Regions from separate parts of the Mus musculus genome. Here region 2 is linked to region 1. The links are chromatin contacts, called in public HiCAR-type maps. All regions are on one chromosome and are shown on one strand. Each heading gives the region's core, a stretch centred on a gene start, on an enhancer-like site or on the middle of the called end of the contact. The rest is flanking DNA. Distances are from core to core; before and after follow the strand shown.

The links. HiCAR-type assays count read pairs that join an accessible place to other places.
Region 2: a HiCAR-type map of kidney shows a contact between it and region 1, with 3 times the contacts expected there. The contact joins two enhancer-like sites. A contact is called at or near these places in 5 of 39 promoter capture datasets (the 3T3-L1 cell line, liver, pre-B cells and 1 more), 14 of 484 Hi-C or Micro-C datasets (the G1E-ER4 cell line, the HPC-5 cell line, dorsal root ganglion neurons and 5 more), 7 of 115 datasets of contacts at active chromatin or transcription factors (the HPC-7 cell line, embryonic stem cells, kidney and 2 more) and 1 of 9 other capture datasets (embryonic stem cells).

What each region holds. Positions count from the first base shown.
Region 1 is chr15:67,012,194-67,017,264 of GRCm38.p6, reverse strand. It overlaps Gm2895 (a long non-coding RNA gene), which reads right to left. Exons shown (of 3, transcript XR_875396.3): 3 at 4,562-5,071. Among named protein-coding and RNA genes, the nearest start is that of Gm31286, 5.7 kb to the left of the region's middle. Within about 2 kb of position 2,319, at least 7 of the 459 cell types and tissues checked have an H3K27ac peak or open chromatin away from gene starts, as enhancers often do. A contact at or near this core is called in kidney, where this site is marked.
Region 2 is chr15:67,080,464-67,085,534 of GRCm38.p6, reverse strand. No RefSeq gene overlaps it. Among named protein-coding and RNA genes, the nearest start is that of Gm31342, 43 kb to the right of the region's middle. Within about 2 kb of position 2,279, at least 32 of the 459 cell types and tissues checked have an H3K27ac peak or open chromatin away from gene starts, as enhancers often do. A contact at or near this core is called in kidney, where this site is marked.

The DNA.
Region 1 (5,071 bases), core at 1,070-3,569:
TCATCAGGATCTCCTCGAGGTCCATCCACTCTTGGGGCCTTTCCTTTAGTTCAGAAAGACTTCCTTGGACACTTATCACAACATCAGCCAAAAGAATCTTTTGGAAATAGTATGCTGTCCCTCTGAGCCTCTCCTCTGTTGGCCTCAGTTCAATTTAGAGTAATGTATCAAGTCACTCTGCTAGGACCTGCCTGTATGGGCAGAGCTGTATCCCCAAGATTTATGTGCTCAAACCCTAATTCCACCTCAGAATATGATTGCCTTTGGAGAGAGGGTCTTTAAAAGTCAATCAGAGGAAATTGAGAGTGGCCCGAGTCCATTCTGAATGATATCTTAACAAGAGAAGACCAAAATACTGATGGGTACAGAGGAGGACACAGGAACAGAAGAGCCACTGGTGAGCCATGGCTGGAGGTCTCAGAAGAAACCAGCTCTGCCTGCTCTTTAAGAGAAGGTACAGTTCTCTTGCTTAAGGACCATGTCTATGGCACAGTGATCCCTCCCCCACAGTTTTGCTTTCTGTAGCTTTGATTACTCACAATCACTGTGTTTTAAAGACATTAAATAGAAGATTCTGGAAGCAAAGAATTGATAAGTTTCCAATGCTGCCCTGTTCTGTATAGCATGATGAAATCTTGTACATGCTCACTGACCTTTCCCACCTGGGGTATATAATCAGTTCTGTCTAGTACATCCACACTCCATACACAGATGCCATTAATCATTTACTGAATGCTCTAACCCCCACTAGTTGCCTCTGACTCGGTCCACAGGCATTAGTCACTAAGTGTATACAGCAGCCCCCATCACTTAGTGGTCATCTCTGTTATCAGGTGGAGTGCTGAGTCCTGACAGTGATTGTGTGTCAGGTACCTTTGCTGTGTTAACAATGGCCACTACAAAGTGCAAATGTAGTGAAACCGGCCACTGTATTATGTGATATATTGTCTCAATTGTTCTATTCGATTATTTCTTGTTGTCAGTCCCCTATTGTGTCCAGTTGATTGATTGATTGCATTTTACCATAGACATGCGGTGGTTGGAATAGGAATGGCTCCCATGTGCTCATATGTTTGAATGCTTGGTCATTAGGTAGTGGTGTGATTTGGATTAGGAGGTTTTGCCTTGCTGGAGTAGGTGTTGCCTTCTTGGAGAATGTGTGTCACTGAGGGTAGGCTTGGGGTTTCAAATGTCCAAGCCCAACCCAACATCTTTCTTTTCCTGTTGCCTGTAGACCTACATGTATAACTCTTGGCTGTGCCACATCTGCTTGCCTGCCACTATACTTCTGCCACACAGACAATGGACTAAGCCTCTGCAACTGTAAGCAAGCCCCAGTTAAATACTTGCCTTTATAAGAGTTGCTATGGTCATAGTTTCTCTTTGCAACACTAAGACATAAGCACAGAATAAAAGAGTGTAGTTGTGGTCTCAAGTGCACACTTAGATGGTATCCCGGGGAACGACTACCAGACTTACTCACAGCAGCCATACTGACCAATGAATGCCCTGCCATGTCACTCACTGTGATCTCCACTGGAGTCATTGCAGCCACCTTCATTTTCCTCATCATGATGGGGAACACTCCTGCCTCAGGGCCTTTGCGCAGGCTAAACTCTCTCCTGCACTTCCCCTCAAATAATTATCTCAGAAAGATGAATCTGGAGACAGGGTATGTGCTGCATCAAGAGATGACTTCCATATCCTTGCTTGTGCCTGGGATTGCAGAGGAAGTTACAGGAACTCCTGACATGAAGACATGGTGGCAGGGCATTCTGATGGGGTTATCCCGATTACAAGGAGACAAGAGACAGGACCTTTCTTGCCTTCTGATGAGGACAGAGTGGATAATACCATCTTCAAATGGGAATCTCATCCTGAACCAACTCCATATTCCCACAGGTCCTCTGTGAAGGTCACTCCTGTTGGTGGGACAGCAGCAGGGCTGGTGGGCAGGTAAGAGGGGACTGTGACCAGGAGCCAGGATCTAGCTTTCTACACCTCCTTGACTAAGGTGACACAGTCTTGCTAAGTATGGACCTCCATCTCTGCTCAGTGACTCCATCTCTAAAAAAGTGACCCTACCTATAAATACTTCTGTCCTGGATTTGTAAGGTCTCTGCATCATCTCGTGGTGACCCTTGCTGCAGGAAGAAAGAGAAAAGGATTTGACTGAAGCCCAGGCCTGTGTTGGACAGTGGAGGAGGCTCAGAGCAGCAGAAACCCTGCTCAGCATTTTCTGGAATGCCCAAGGTCACTGTTGGGACTTGGGCTCTGGGAAGTACAGACCTCCCTGTTCCCTCCCTGGTTAAACATTCCCCTGTTGTGGCCCCATCTACTGAGGAGTTTCACCAGAGCTCAGCACACCCACCCAGCTGCTGGTACCACGTGTCCAGAAAGCCTCAGCAGCACTTTTGTTATTTGGTTTGTATTTAACTAGAAGAGAAAAATAGAACATAGATAGGTACATAGACCCTGGCTCCCACCTCCTACCTCTATTACCAATGGCCAGATGGCCTTGGCTGTAAGAATTCCCAGGGTGCATCAGGCCAGCCTCACAAGGAAGAATAGTTTGTTCCCAATTCCCCCCCACACCATCACAAGTTCCTTAATCTCATTGGGAACTAAGAATGGCCCAGTGAAACCACTTTGGAAGGCTCCAGGTCTCAGTCAGTTCCAGGTTCCCCTCCCACATCCATATACTGCCATGTCCTCCCTGGACAGTCTGGATCTTCTCTGACAATAGTAATGAAGCCTGATGATGTGGCTTGGCTCCGATGTGGGTGTTGGGTTTGCCTCTCACACTTAACCCCTACCCAGGTGCTAGGTTTCAAATTCAGGACTTCACACACGCCGGCAAAGTGTACTGAGCCACACTGCCATCACGGTACCATTTCCTTGTTAAAGAGTATTGCCTCACTTTGGTCTGCATGACTCCCCATTGGTAAAAGTGGACTCAGCAGAGGCTCTGGCAACCTTGGGAGATAAAGTTGCTGTTACCTGTCCCTCTTTGTCACAAACAAGAGACCAAGGAAAGATCAGCATCCCTAGTCCTAGCTTAGTGACACTTTATCAGTAATCTCAGCACTCAGACGGCTGAGGCAGGAGAGCTGCAAATTCCAAGTTAGCTGGAGCTATATAGTGAGACCCTGCTGGGGAAAGAATACAAGAACAAACACCAGCATTGCTAACAGACACCCCCCTGTGCATCCCTCTGTCTGATCCCTTCTCTCCCTGGATGGGCGAGTAAGGTTCTGGCTTTTTTTCTTCCAAGTCATGGGCCACACTGGAAAGCATACATAGGGTGGGTAGCCAGCACCCACTCTTTACGTGTGTGATGGTGAGTGCTTTAACATAGGGCCCAAGACTCATGTATCTTCCAATCTCCAGGTCAATAATCACCGACTCAGAACCAGTTTCTTGACTGAATGAATATCTGGGTGAATGGATAAATGAACTCCCCATGACCTTGCCTGTCTCTTCTCTACCGATCAATAATGGTCTATGCCCCAGTTTCTAAGCCATGCCCTAGATATCGATCAGGTCTTTAAATGTATGAGCATGGTCAATGCAGCAGATGACCTTGCAGGGCAACAGAAAGGTGAGAGAGGTTATGCAAGCTGGGCCCTGGCATGGAGGACACTTCACACAGTGCACAGGACATCCCCCACACACAAACTTTTGTTCTGCTCAGATTCAGCAGGATGGTAAAGTGCTTGCCATACTAGAATGAGGAGATAAGTTCTCATCTCAGATCCATGGAAAGGTGAAGTGAAGCCATGTGTGCCTGTAACCTTAGTGCTGTGGTGGGTAGGCGGAGTTTAGCTAAATGGGTGAGCACCGGGTTCAGTGAGAGACCCTGCCTCACAAAACAAGGTAGAAGATGACTGAGACAGACAACCCGAATCAGCTGATCTCTGGCCTCTCCACACACGCTTATACAGACACTCAGAGTTGTTTGCAAAGCCGTAGGGACCTAACTCAATGCCATATTGTTTTGTTTGGACCACAATAGAAAAGTATTACAGACTTCGACAATAGCAAAGTATTCTCTCGTAACTATAGACATCGGAAGTCCAAAATCAAGGGCCTCTGGGCTGAGCTCTCCCTCCCTGATGTGCAGATAAGGTCCCCTCTGGGTCTTTCCCTGTGGCCTTCTGTGTAGGCATCTTGTCTTGACCTCCATTTCTCCCTAGGACAACAGTCACTATGAAACTGGCATGGATCGGATGAGACCATTTTAATGGTGAAGACCTGTCTCCCAGTGTAGTTTTGTTCCAAGGCCACAAGGGTTAGGCCATATGGATTTGGATGGAGAAGGCAAGTCACCCATGACAACTGTATTATTGAGTCCAACTCCATACCATTTAGCTTACCTTGTACAGCAAGACCACTCCTGCACTGTTATAAAATAATGAAAAGAATGGGTGGCCACAGAATTGGCCAACTGGTTCATTGAGAATCTAGACCAACATCTACCAACATATGTTGAATGACAAAAAGAAGCCACAAGCTCTGAGAACATGAGTGTTCCAATGACTTGAGAGTGTCTAATCCCTTTCCTTTAACCTCTGAGGTAGGTCTAATGACCAAGGACCCATGTTAATTTCTCCTATTCAGCAGGCCCTTGATATGGTTAGCACAGTCTAGGTCACACTTCTCAAAAGTGGTTTCCAAAGTGCTAGTCCTTCCTCCTGAGATTAGGGGCAGGCAGTCAATGTCCCATTCCACCTTTAACAGTCTCAGAGGGAAAGACCATCAGAAGAACCTGAGGAGCCATTGCCCTTCCCAGGGAACTCACTTATGCTGATTACACTATGTTTGCAGGCCTTGGTGGGACACGAGGTGAAATTCCAGTTTACTGTCATTTGAACACTTGTTGGGGTCAGCTGAGTTACTGGGGTCAATGTATGCAAAAAAAAGTGTCACATAATTTTTTTGTTAATTTTTTTTTCTGAATGGAAGTTTTATCAACACATGACCAGTGCGTAGTGCCCCCTTCTTCCATTTTGGCAGAGGTGACAAATTGGACCCTCCACCAGCTTGGGTCCTAGGGTAAACTCCATTTGCC
Region 2 (5,071 bases), core at 1,030-3,529, 68 kb before region 1:
TGGCCATCCACAGAGCTTGGAAAGGGGAGTTAGGCCATTGGATTTGCTTTTTACTCAGCAAGCTTTGGGTATCCACCTACAACAGGCCAGAGACCATGCTTAGTGCTAATAAGACCAGGATGAACAAGTTCTCTCCTCCTGAATTCGTATTGTATTTCAGAGGAAAAGACAGGCAATGAATAAGCCAAAAAGAGTAAAACACCAAACAAACAACTGCACAATTGGATCATGGGGAAGCTGTCAGGGGTGTCTATCAGAGGTCTTGCTTTGGGTTGAGGGATCAAGCTCTAAATCTTATGACTTCTTCCTTTGTTAGGAAGCCATAGTCTTTCCTGATGCTTGGCACCTTGTTTGATTAGGGTGATCTGGAAAGATCACAGAGTTATAAACAAGGACCAGAGATAGTCCACATCATCCACCAGGAGCTAAAGAAGTCCTAGTCCACAGCCCGCTGAACACGTATCTTGGATATGGAGCCAGGCAGGTTCAGAAAAAGAAGGGATGTAACAAGTCCAGGAAAGAAATTGGGAAGGAATGGAGATAGAGAACCAATAGGAAAAGTAACTCTTACTGAGACGAAGGAGGAGGAGAGGAGCTAGGGTGAAAAGATTAGGATGATTAGGAGTCAGCTGGTCCAGGGGCTGAGACAGAGTGCTCTGGGCAGGAAAGAAAGCAAATACATATCCCAGAATGGAACCTACATTTACTGTGTTTGAGGGACAGAAACTAGCTAAGTGAAGCTGCTGCCTCATAAGCTAGAAGGATGAGTTGGGAAGAGCTATGAGGGGGCCTGATGTAAAGACTGAGTTTTCCCCCTCCCAGCCCCTGGTTCCCAGAACAACAAATCTGAGACTCAAAAATATTAACAAATACTTAGCCCATAAGCTTTGGCTGTTCTCTTATTAGATAGATGATAACTTAATATCCCATTTATTCTAATCTAAATTCTGATTACCTCTGCTCAGCTCCCATGTGCCTGACCTTCTCCATGCTCCCTGGCTAATCCTCCTGTGTTTAGCTCTCTCCCAGAATCCTCTCAGCCTACCCCATGTCCCACTTTCTGTTGTACCCTTTCCTATAGGCCATAGGTTTTCTTATTGACAAGTGATACAACCACACAGTACACCAGAGATTTTCTCTACAGCCTGGTATCATACAGCACACATCCTTCCAGGAAAGACTCTGGTTCTTAAGTGGATGTGCTTCTAGAACCTGCTGACAGACCTACAGTGAGGGGATGAGTGTGGACCAGAGTCTGTTTCCAAAAGTTTAGCTTGATTCCAAGGGGCCAGGACACTATTGTTGGTGTTTAAATTACCCAACCAACATTTGAGGCTGTTCCCATAAAAGTCATAGAGATGAGATGGCATTGGGCCCTTTGTGTCCATGAAGAAACAGAATCAAGAAGGACTTAACTCTGCATAGCCAAAGGGACTTGGCATACATGACTGAATTAAGCATCTTGATATGGGATGTTATTCTGGATTTCTGAGGCAGGTCCAGTGTCTACTAACTGACATGACAGTGGCAACTTAAGGAAGAAAAGATGCATTTTTAGTGCATGGGTACAGACCACCCTGGTGGAAAGGCTGGGAGGAATGTGTGACAGTGGGAGCCTATAATGAAGGCTTTTCAGTATATCAAGAAGCCGAGGCTCCAACCCTTAAGACCAGCCTTCCAGCAGTCTACATCCACCAGTCAGGTTCTATATCTGAAAGGTTCAGCATCCTTCCATAATAACATCACCAGCTGGGAACCAAGTATTCAGAGAGATATTTCACATTTTAAACACTAACCACATTCAACTATCAACCAAGACAGTGTCTCTGGAATTTTGTGTCTCTGGTGGTTCATATCCCTAAGAGGTCATCTTTTTCTGTTTCTAGCACAAAGACTGTTCTTGAACACTTTGAGCAGAGAGATTTTTAACATCTGTTCTAGGAGTGCCCAAGATTGCTTCAGCTAAGGGCACATAGTAGAAGTTCAAGGTGATATCCTAGACCCTGTGAAAGGGAAGATGAAAAAGTCCCTATATGTCTTCAATAGGACATGAATAATTTCCAAGATTCCAGAGTGGGCCTCAATGGAGTCCAGGAAGGCAGGGCTCAAGGACAGCTCCTCTGGGCTTTTAAGATTATAAGAGTCCAGGAGTTGCCAAATCCAAGGGCAATGTCTAGTTTCCTGATGATCAAGAGCCTTAGAACAAGGGTAGGCTATGACCCTTGGCCACCTTGGCAAGGCATGGGCCCTAGCCTCCTCTGTGCTTCTGGGCAGCTGGCAGGCTGCTGCAAGGCTGGTTAATCAGTAAGGTGCTCATTTTTCTGGTTTGGCCTTTGAGTGACTCACCACCCCTTAGCCTATTTATGAGGGTTTGAGATATCAGCATTTCATAAAGTGTAATGAGTAACCAGGGTCCTGAGGGTTCCATCTGCCTTTTATAAACATAGATGATGGGCCCCAACTCCCTGGAGACTTTGGGCTGAGAATACATGCTCTCCTCTGGACAGAGAAACCCCAGCCCTGAGCCAGCTAGCCATGGGTCCAAACTCTATTCTCTCTACTAGCTTTGGAAGCACCATTGGATTACCTCTAAGAATCCCAGAATCCACCTGGATGGAAATTCTCATGTCTTCTCGGGGAACAGTGTTAACCAGGAGCATGTGGAACATGTGTCAGAATGGAAGGAAAATACATGAGATTATCTGGATACCATCTAAGGACCCAAAAGTGGACATCCACTCCAATGAGCTCAGGGGCAACTATGCAGGAGACTCAGAAAGCCAGGGACTCTAATGAAGAAAAGGTGAGGGATATCATCAGAGTGAAAGGTCAGGCCAACTTGGTATTGATCCATGGATGACTTGTGCCCTATCTGATGGTGATAGCCCTAAAGGTTTCCAGAAGAATGTCCCTGGTGGCTGCTTCAGCCAGGGCTCAGTTGATTTCCTTCTGTCTTCTTATCCATCTTCGGCCTCGGGCACAAGCTGACTGTACATCCTTTGAGTTCATTTTATCAAAAGGAAATTACTTTGGGTCAGCAAGATGGCCCAGCTGGTAAAAGTACTAGGTGGCAAGACTGAATCCACATGGTAGAAGGAGAGAGCTAATTGCCACAAGTTGCCACACATGCACCGTGGCATGGGCATGTAGACACACACACACACACACACACTCACCAAATAACTAAATATTAAAAAAAAAATAAAAGCACTTCATCCAAGCACAGTGGTACACTTCTATAATCCCAGCACTTGTGATGCCAAGGGAACTGGTGTGAGTTCATAACTGGCCCAAGCTACAAAGCTAAACCTGTCTCAAGAAAAAAAAAAGTTTTTTAAAAGTGTAACGTACATAACATATGTCCAGGTGTGATGGTATGTGTCTTTAATTCCTAAGACTTAGGAAGCAGAGACAGGCAGAGTTCGAGGCCAGACTAGTCTACAAAGTGAGTTCTAGGACAGGCAAGGCTGGACAGAAAAACCCTATCTGGAAAAAAAGAAAAACAAAAAAAAAAAAAAAAAAAAAAAAAAACACATAAAGTAATAGGTTATCTTAGACAACACAGATAATTAACTGTTAGAAAAATACAGACTATACCTCAGCCTTAAAGAGAACTGTGCCAAGTGTTTTGGAGAATTCTTTGGGAAGTGTGTGTGTGTGTGTGTGTGTGTGTGTACATTTCCTTGCTGAATCACATAGTCTCACACATTTGCCTCCTGTTTCCTGTTACCCTGTTTTAAACATCATGAAACCTTCAGCTTACAGCCAGTTTAGCTTACTAGCATCTAGAGTTAATAAAAGTCATTTATCTGATCTCCTGCCATTTGATTAGTATTGTTTCTTAATTTTTACTCCTAGAAACAATCCTATAATGATATTTTTTTTCAACATAAATCATGATCCAAACGGGTTGCTTTTCAGTTTTGTTGTCGTCTCTTTGGTTTGTTTGTTTGTTTTCTTCCCTGGAGTCTAGGGAACGGAGCTGAGTTTTAGAAGAATACATAAGGCTAAACTGACATTTAGAAACTGTGTCTCAGGACCTTCAAGAACAGTGCCTATCAGTTAAGTTTTATGGGTGTGTGGATTTGGTAAGCAGCTCAGAGCTGTTGCTTTCTTTCTTCTCTCACAAGCCTGTTGTCTCCTCCTGGAGAACTTTGTACCATCTAGAGCCGAGGGTACAGACCTCCAGTGAGTGCTGACTCTGGCGTTGCCTTGGCAGTCATGCCTGGACGCCTGCCCCTAGCTCCAGTACAGCCTCTCCCCACACTCTACCCCACACCATTTGCTCTCCTGGAGGAGATCAGAGCACGCAACAGGAATCTGCTTGGCAGCCTGAACAGGTGGATTCCAGGAGAATCTGGCACAGCACAAAGACTTCTGGGAAGGCCACAGCCCACCTGACTGGTGCCGGAGGCTGACTTGGCACCCTCGTGATGGCCCAATGATCAGCCTTTTCTTCTTAGTGGGAAGGAGGTCAGGGCTGTTGGGGCAAAAGATGGAGGTGGGGGTGCAGCTCAAAAGATGGAGGTGGGGTGCAGTAGGCTGGGTCTTGGAGCTTCTGGTAAGCCTGAACATCTGCCACTCCACACTGCTCTCTTTATTTAAGCCTAGGACTCATGTATCCCAGGCTGGCTTCCAACTCACTAGGTAACCAACACTGACCATGATTTCCTGATCTTCCTGATTCCACATACAACCCTATCTCTGGAATTACAGGCTATGCCATCATCCCTCCACCAGCCTGTATTCTTAGCTAACCACAGAAATAGAAGGGGAAACAGATTTCCAGTCTCTGGGATCTGGACTGGAGAAAGAACTAAGGCCACTCTGCATTCTTTGTCACCAAGCACTGGTCCACAGAGAGGCAGGCTTCCAACAGTCTTTCACTCAGAAGGGCTGAAAGCAAGGCACTGCAGTCTCCAACTGCTTCCAGGTGTGAGGTTGTTTTGCTTCTGTCTGTCCTAGGAATTGGACTGAAGCCAATCAGATGGAGGAAGAAGGGCTAGCTGCCTCCATGAGCTATCCTGGGGCTCCCAGAACAAACCACAGATTTTGTGTCTTAAAACAAGAG